Linked DNA regions of Capsicum annuum: region 2 is linked to region 1. Evidence: chromatin contacts called from public Hi-C data. All regions are on one chromosome and are shown on one strand. The core of a region is the stretch at or near the end of the contact, and the rest is flanking DNA. Distances in the headings are between cores, read along the strand shown. Region 1 has its middle 11 kb from the start of LOC107867391. Region 2 holds the start of LOC107867389 (14-3-3 protein 10).

Region 1 (4,645 bases), core at 659-3,158:
AAGTGATTCAACATCTACTCTATATACACCTGAAAAAATAACTAAACCATATATAAATAACGTAATCTTTCATCAAAGGGGATCCAGATGAACCCTCGGCCCTATGTAGCTCCGCCCAGCAACCCTATCCAATTTTTTTTCTTCATTTTATTTGTACTGTCAAAAATAATAATAAATGCACTGGAATTGGACCCCCACCCCCCCCCCCCCCCCCCCCCAATTTTTTTTTTTTTTATTTTTTTTCTATTTGGGAAGCTTCGTTTAAAGTGAATTATTTCAGAGAGGAGCGTTTTGTTTCAGTGTTTCAATCAAAAAATGAAAATGGTGGATCATCTTAATTGATGTAGCACAATCAATGACAAACATATACATGTCTTTACTTTGTTCATGTGGGGCTACTTGGTTTTGCCCCTATTCTATTTCCTATTTGACAAAGTAAAAGTTAAGATTGTTTTCTTATATTACAACAAACAAATTACATTTCAACTTTTCTATGTGCCTTTTGTTTTTCTTTGTTCCTAAGATTAGAATTTAGGACCATCATTTAAAAGAAATTACGTCTATACACGATGAGCGGTGGATCGGAGTCACAACTCATATTGAATAGTGGTCAGTCAGGTCAATATATATATTATAAATATATATATTGAATTTGAATACTCTTAGTGATATTCTGAACTTCGTTATTGTATATCGATGTATGATATTGTATAAGCACACCTCTAATTTGATCCTAAAGAACGTATGTTGTGTCCTATAGAGTATCATTGTGTCATTAATGTCTACATAAGAGTTGATTAATATCAATTTGTACTATGTAAAATGGCTTTCTTTTTAATCATTTCTTTTCTTTTAAAAAAAAATAAAAATTCCGTTGATGATTTGCTTGTTGACTTTTAGTCATTTTTTAATATATATTTGTTCTCTCAAAAACAACAATATAGAAAATCTTGAATATCTTGGTGGGGGAAAAGGAAAAAAAAAAAAGAAAAAGAGAGACTCACTAAGATTTGTTATATAATAGTGCAAGGACATAGATCGAAGAGCTTATCTTTCATTTTTTTTTTCCCTTTATTCATTTGCTTGATAGTTTTTATTTTTATGGTAGGGCGTTTGTGTGCAAGAAACATGTGCATTATGCCATTACACAAATTCATCAAAGATTATCAAGGAAAGGAACATATATGAAAAAGTGAAACTCAACTCGAGATGAAAGTGAGGACAATTTTGCAAAGAAATAGCCCTCTTATTTCTTAAGAATTTGTGGAAAACACCTTCAGAATCATTTGATCCAAACCTTTTGTTATTTCAAGAAATTCTCTGACCACTTCAATTGGTATAGTTTTTTTCATGAAAAGCAAACATAGAATAAGAAATTCAAAGTTTCACTATGATTTGAACAACAATTTCCAATTAATTTAGTTAATTAAGAAAATTGATCAAACAATTTCCAATCATGATTCTATTTCAAAACTTGGTACGAGCCAATACGATTCAATTTTGATGGACATAATTATCTCGACGAGTTACTATGTGTAACAACTGAAAAATTGTCTATTTGTTAGTCAAAAGTTGGTTCGGATATGACCATGAGCAAAGCTAGGGGAGCAAATGGTTTAGAAAATTAACTGTATATTTTAATGCATACATAATGGATACTAAACTCTAGAAAAATCAACCGTATATACAAGATCGATATATTTTAATGCATGGATAATAGATATTAAACTCCCTTGGCTTCCACGTATGTTTACTTATGTATGTTTTAACTCCTCTAAATGAAAATTTTTGCTACGCCACCGACGTTTGAAAAGGAGGGATAGGGAAAAGAGTAGCAAATCAAGCATGGTGCATATAGGGTAGGAAAATGAATGATGAAGGATGTGGGGAGGTTTATTTATATGACAATGAGAGTAATGAATAATTGAAATGAGAAGAGGGCCATTGAAGGAGCGTAGCAACATAGCAAGCATGGTTGTAAATGGGGATAAGATGGCATAGGCATAGGCCAAAATTGGGGGGTCAATTCACATGAATATATTTGTTTAAAACCTTATGATGGAAATGACTTGATAAGGGGGGAGCGTCTGTGAGATACTTGTTGCAATTTTTTGCTTTACAGTCTCGCAGCCTTTTTTTATCTTAGCTTGCAAAAGAATATTGTTTCAATAATCGTGGTATTTGGATTAGATTTTGTATAGCTGGACTAATTATGGGAAGCATGTCACCTCCCACCAGTAATAAGTGTTAGGTAATTCTACCCACCTACGCTAGATTAGATAGAAAGAATCACCTAGTATTTTGGTCATTGCTGGAATTTGATTTGTGACTTCATGATTCTCACCCACTTCATTGATAGCTTAGCATCCCTTGAGTGCCAAAAGAATAGTATAGTTACGACTCAGCTCTCTTTATTTATAAAATTATCATGTCATTTACTATTGTCAAGTACTTTTCATATACTATATCTAGGTGGCATTTTTGGCCCAGGGAAGGAGGGACACCATTCTTTAATTAAATTCTTATGGGTATATATTAGTATTATAGTCTGTGAAGTACGACAGAATTAGTCAGTATTGTAGAGGAGTTGTTAGAAGTTTGACTAGGAAATTTGATCCTAGGGAAGTGTTGGCTAAGCAATCCTGTCTGTAGGATGGCCGGGATTAGAGTCATGATCGCATATGATGCTTATTTCGGTGGTCGTAGTTAAGGAATAAAGTAACGTCCTTGCTATGACTTATATCTTTTGGTATGATGGTAAGTATTTGATCTACAACGTCTTCTAGTAAAATATTTTTTCTAGGAAGAAGTTCGAGAGAAGTGAAAAGTCAGTCTTGCCCTGCTACTTGCGATACTTTCATTCACTAGATATCAGAGTTAATAACTCAAATGGTCACTCAACTTTAGGCTTTTATCCCAGAAAGTCACTCAACTTTGATTTTTACTTCAAAAGTCACTCAACTTTGATCTCTACTTCAAAATACACTTTTTCTTTTGTAAATATACATATTTATCTCCCAATATATTTTTTTTCAATTTTGGGTGTGTCGATACATAATTAGCTCCCGATACATCCAACGAAGATACATAATTATGTAAATACTTTGTAAGAGTGAAGATTTGTATAAATATAATAAGTTAAGATGTATATTTATGTTATTTTTCCTTTTTTTCTGTCGGTATTATAGTGCATATAGTTTTAGTGGGCTCGGAATTTTAGTCCAAGACCCATCATGGGCTCACTCATTTTCTGTCCATATTCTAGTTCATATACTTTTGGGGGCTCATAATTGTAGCTAAAAATTACATATATACACTAGGTAACTTTTTCGTATTACATTAAAATCTCATATTGAAAAAGAAATTAAAAAAAATCTAAAGTAATTACTTAAATCCCTTAAAGATACCCCCTCATACATATTAGAATACCATATTTTGCTCCTATTTTAGTGCACTGATTTTTGCTCCATATATGTGCTCCTTTATTTACGCCTACAATCAACCTAATGTAATATTAATACTCTCTCATCCCCCTCCTATTTGCGTCACTTTTATAATTGAAATTGAAGATGTACACTTTCAATTCACGTAATAAAGGAAATTGAATCATTCTTTTTCTTTATTATCGTGTAGCCAATGTAATGTTACAATAACACTAATTTTTCCTTAAAATTATTATAATCCTGTAAATAATTAATGCATAAGGTGAATATTTATATGCATAGTGTGATATTATATATTCTGAAAGATCATATTTTAATGTATAAGTTATAATATATCAGGCATTATACATTAGTTATTTTTGAAAAACTAATGTGTAATATAATTCTTCGGCTATATATTTCATTATGTTATACATTAAAAGGTTCTTATTACATTTAAGAGGCATTTTATGTATTATTTGGTATTATGGAATTAGAAAGTATTAATATTGTATAAGGTTACATTATACCTTCTGATAAGGATACAAAAGTATACATGTTTAATGTTAATACTTAAATGTATAGTATGACATTATACATTACTACGAATTATTTTTTAAATGTAAATGTGCCCGCATACATGCACAACTGTTGTATGATGTTATCTTTAATGCGTATCAGTTTGTTGCTATCTTTTTCTCTCTTAATTTGAGTTTGGTTTTGTTTTTTCAGGGCATGAAATACCATATTGACAAATCCCGTAAATTATTTCTTCAACTCCATGTAAATGTTATTCTTTTTTTGATAATGAGAGAAGAATTACCTTCAACAATGTATTTTACTTCATTTTTTTAAGAACTTATTTAATTCCATCGGGATCGTAGCAATCAATTTCAAGAAGATTATACTTTCTGAAACAATAATTGCGTCACTTTTGTAGGATTGATAAATAATTTTCGACTCCCAAATATCGAAATGACGCAATAATATGGAGATGTTCATATTTTTTTTCGGGAATTGAAGAAAGAAGACGACCTTTTTTTTTTTCAAGAACGTAATTCAACAATGAGAACAATTAATAGTGATGTTTAAGAATGTTTTTGAATTTAAATTTCAGTTACTATATTTAATCTTACACCATATAATGATTGGTAATTAGTGACGTTAATTAAGGTAGAGAAAGATAGTATCTGATTTCTCTTTTCATAAATATAGGCAAATCT
Region 2 (4,645 bases), core at 1,026-3,525, 73 kb before region 1:
TTGGGCATGATTGGTGTTTTGAATAAGTTTTTTCCGCATTGTTATGATTATTTATATGGTTCGGCTTCATTCTAGAAGCCTTACCTTGGGTATTTTTGTCTTTTTCTCTATTCGTATCAGTTTGGGTGATAGACTTACTTATCAAGGTACACCGCGACAAGTGTCATCATGACCCTCGTTTTTGGGTCGTGACAAATACAAAGCCCAATATCTATATCTATATTTATATCCATAATTTATAATATATTAAAAATGTGAAAGGCCTTGGAAATGTTGTTTGAACTTTTTGTCCTTCACTAAAATTTTTTACTTTAGACAAAGTCGTCTTTTCACTATTTTTTTCTAGTTTTTGAAAGTTAATAATTAATTAATATATATTTATGGTAAAACCTTTTCTTATTAGAGGTCGTCAGAATTAATGACAACTAATACTTTTTTCATTAATTTAAAACAACTAAATTTGATGTTCATAAGATTTGAAAAATATAGAAACAAATATAAAAGCCTTAGAATAAGAAAATTTTAATAAGTATTAAATTTTAAAAAGTTTTAAATACATAATAGGAAATGACTTTTTATTATTTTATCAAATTCTTATTTAACTATTTTTACTAAAAAAACACGTCCCACCTCAAAAAGAAAAAAAATAAGTAGTGTCAAATTGTAGTTAACATACGACCTAATTTCTTTCTTTTAAGTATGGTTTTTGATTTAATTAGGAGTCCTTAATTATCTTTTCTTTTAAGTTTCGTTTGTCTTGATTTTCTATAATAATTAGTTTTTTATGAAAAAAATTTCTCAAATTAGATTAGATTTCTTCCATATTTTATCAACTCTTTCTTAAAAGGAAAAAAATTGTACATCTATATATTGAGCATTCCTTTTTTTTTAATAAATAATAGAATAACATTCACAATTTAATTGTTAAAGAGTATGTTCAAGAGAAGATTAGTTTTATGTTCTTTAATGAGTTTTAAATTTGTAGGTCAACAATATTAAATATTATGCATCTTTTATTAACTTTTTTATCGTATAATTTATTGCAATTTCAATTGTTGACTTTCGCGTGATGTGCAGGTAAAGAAAAATTATGTGAGTGTGTGGTTGAGACTTTGTGCCGATTACGAGAGGATTTAAAGGTGTGTTTTTTTTAAAAAAAAAAAAACTATTTTTCATTCATATTAACACGATTTATGTTGTTAAGGCGTTGATTAGAAGTACACGTTCTGCTCTTTGATTCGATTTTATCAAATTTCAATTCAATTCTTTAATTTATAATTTTAAAAAGTAGACATCGAACACCGAATCAAACTATTTCAGTTTGATTTGTTTCTTTCAACTTTGTTTTTATTTGATTCGATATTCAGAAATATTTAAACTTTTTGTCATTCACTAAAAGTGTCTGCTTTAGACAAAATTATTTCTTGAATATTTAAGAATTTAAAATTTATTAAATATTTTAATAAAACATATGTTATGTTTGCGCTATTTTATTAAAGTGTGAAGTATCTTTGAGAAGTGATTTAAATTTTTTGCTCTTCATTAAAATTTTTTGCAATAGACAAGATCATCTAATTTTAAATAATCAAATGTTACACGTGCGAGACACGTGGGGTTTAACTAGTTAATATAAAAACCTAAAACTCTTTAATTGCTTCATTTTTTACATTTTACTTTCTAAGTTTTCAGAGAGTTCTCATTATTTTCTCATTTTACTTTTCTCATTCGTCAAGTTGTAATTTAGGTTTGTTTCTCTTCTTTCCTTTTTTATGGAATTATGTTATAATTAATTACTTTATGGAGTTAAGTTTTTAATAAGTTGTTTAATTTTTTATTCTTTTGTGTGGTCATATTTTATGTGAAGGAAACTTTCAAACAAGCTACTGTGACTAGTGACTTACAAATTGAACTACTTAAGTATCTACATAATATTACATAGTAGTTTAGCCGTCTTACTAATTTGCCAATTTAATTTTTATTAGAACTACTCTATACCATTTTTTAAAAATCTTTTTAGTGAAAACATTTAAATTTGTTCTTCAATCACTTTGTAATTGTAAGAAAATTGAGCAAACCAAAAAATTGAAAAAACCCATCTAAAATCAAAATAAAAAACTGATTGCACATTGGTGTGATTTGATTTATAAATTTAGAAAACCAACATTATTAATTTGATTATATTTTAATAAAAAATCGAACCAATCCGCCTATGAACACCTCTAATCACAACCAACTACCATATTGTTCTAAAATATTAAATTTTCACAGCATCAAGTTAATTCATATTTCGTTTTCACCAATTATTAAACAAAAATAATTTTCCATATACTCAAATATTGAGCTAAATATTTTTTCAAAAAGATTTAAAAAAAAAAAGCATATAAAAGTTCCTTCTCTCTCTCTCACACACACACATTCAGTATTGATTCTCAGTTCTCTTCTCTTTCGCCTAAACTCTCTCTACATCCATGGCGGCGGCGGCGGCAATCCCCGAAAATCTCAGTCGTGAGCAGTACCTCTACTTAGCAAAACTCGCCGAACAAGCGGAACGTTACGAAGAAATGGTTCATTTCATGGACAAACTGGTCATCAACTCCACTCCTTCCGGCGAACTCACTGTAGAAGAACGAAACCTTCTCTCCGTGGCGTACAAAAACGTGATCGGCTCACTCCGTGCGGCGTGGCGGATCGTGTCATCGATCGAGCAAAAGGAGGAGTCAAGGAAGAATGAGGAGCACGTGAATCTGGTTAAGGAGTATAGAGGTAAAGTTGAGAATGAGTTATCGGGAGTTTGTGCTGGGATATTGAAGTTGCTGGAGTCGAATCTGGTGCCGTCGGCTTCAACGAGTGAATCGAAGGTGTTTTATTTGAAGATGAAAGGTGATTATTATAGGTATTTGGCAGAGTTTAAAGTTGGTGATGAAAGGAAACAGGCTGCTGAAGATACTATGAATTCGTATAAGGCTGCTCAGGTATGGCTTTTCAGTGTTGACTTCTGTTTGATTTTTTTGAGTTTGATTTGCGGTGGTGCTTTTTTCTGTTCAGATTTTGGGCAAGTTATATCTAGGTTTTGTTGTTTATTTGTTGTGGTTGTAGGACTTCTGTTGAGATCTGAAATATAAATGTAAAACTGTAGATGATTTTGATTTTATAGAGAACTAAATTTGGCCATTCTGATCTGGATTTTGATGTTTTTGTTATGTGAATGTAGTTGAGATTTTTAACTTACTAAAAAGAAAGGAGTTAATGGTTAAAAACTCAGCTAAAGTATGTGTTGTTCGAGTTTCCTAGCTTCACTATCACTAACTATTTGTCAAATCATGCCTAAGTTATCAATTGGTTCACTTCTTCTAGATGAAATATCACCATCATTCAGGTAGGAGAAGTGAACAATGGTGATAGTTCAGCTAGGGAACTCAAAAAAAGGGGATATTTTAGGTGTGTTTTTGACCTTCACTCAAATTTAAGATTAAATGGTGGAGATTGTTAAATCGGGCTTGATTTTTCCATCTCATTGCGGTTTTTGTGTCAAATACTTGTATATTAATCTTACTAATGTGGTTGAAATTGTGAGAAATGAATTGTTTAGCTGGAATTTATAGATGATGTGACGCCGGGCCTCTTGGGGTAAACTGCATCTAGGTCTTCCTGGTAACTTCTTGTGATTGCAGGCTTTGTGTTAAGATGGGGACAAATCATCTTGATACTGTAGCTTGATTTCAAGATGAATACAGTTTTAGCCATTGCAATCTGGATTTAGTTCTTTTGTTGAGATTGTGATGGACATTCTTGCATTTAGTATGTGCTGTTGATTTTTCTGCTGTGAATTTGTGTTTTCATCACATTAGGATGTTAATTAGTGATATGTGTTTGTAAGATTTTAAGATGAATCATAGGTTCAAGTATGTTAACTAAGAGAACAAGGGACGGAACTTTCTGATCCGCAGATTGTAGCCTTACACTGTTGTTGCTAAGCAATGTCACTTTCAGGGTGTGATGTGATGAAGCGTCCTTACCATCTAGGAAGGGTCTTTCAACACTGAATTGTTTTGATGTGTTTGAAACTAAAGATTGAACTGAAATGATAAAGAGGTCATTGTTGTGAGAAGTTTGAAAATCCAAGGATGTGCGCATTACCTAGGCTTTCACCAATTTAGCTGTAGTTGTATCATTGATGTGGTTAGGAACAGTCCAGGACCATTTTTTTTTTTTTTACTTGGGTTGGGTGTATGAATCACAAATTAGCTTCACATGAAAGACTTTCTAATTATGCTGCAGATTAGACACTGTATAGAGGAGGTTAGGCCGATTGTTACCTGGAGTTTTCAGCTTTTTTTCTTCCCTCTGGCTCTTGATGAACTGTTAATTTAAAAAATTGTTTAGTCTGGTATGTGAATTTATCTATTCTACAGTTGGTCAAATCTTGCATGTTCATATCTTTGCATTTCATTTTGATTTTGTATATAGCTTTCCATCATATGGTTGGAAAATTGAGTTCCACTAATTCTGTTTTTCCTTACCTTTGTTGTCATTGAAGGAAATTGCACTGACAGATCTGCCTCCAACGCATCCCATAAGGCTGGGTCTTGCTCTTAATTTCTCTGTCTTCTACTTTGAGATACTGAACTCATCCGACAAAGCTTGC

The links. Hi-C and Micro-C count contacts between places; a contact is called where the count stands out from the background.
Region 2: a contact with region 1 is called in a Hi-C map of leaf, with 4 times the contacts expected there. The contact joins the promoter of LOC107867389 here to the enhancer-like site in region 1. A contact is called at or near these places in 2 of 5 Hi-C or Micro-C datasets (both in leaf).

The regions. Positions count from the first base shown.
Region 1 is chr4:213,670,539-213,675,183 of UCD10Xv1.1, reverse strand. No RefSeq gene overlaps it. Among protein-coding and RNA genes, the nearest start is that of LOC107867391, 11 kb to the left of the region's middle. Within about 2 kb of position 1,908, at least 4 of the 5 cell types and tissues checked have an H3K27ac peak or open chromatin away from gene starts, as enhancers often do. A contact at or near this core is called in leaf, where this site is marked.
Region 2 is chr4:213,743,736-213,748,380 of UCD10Xv1.1, reverse strand. LOC107867389 (14-3-3 protein 10) reads left to right here and starts at 2,275. Exons shown (of 4, transcript XM_016713604.2): 1 at 2,275-2,972; 2 at 4,538-4,645. The coding sequence starts at 2,469.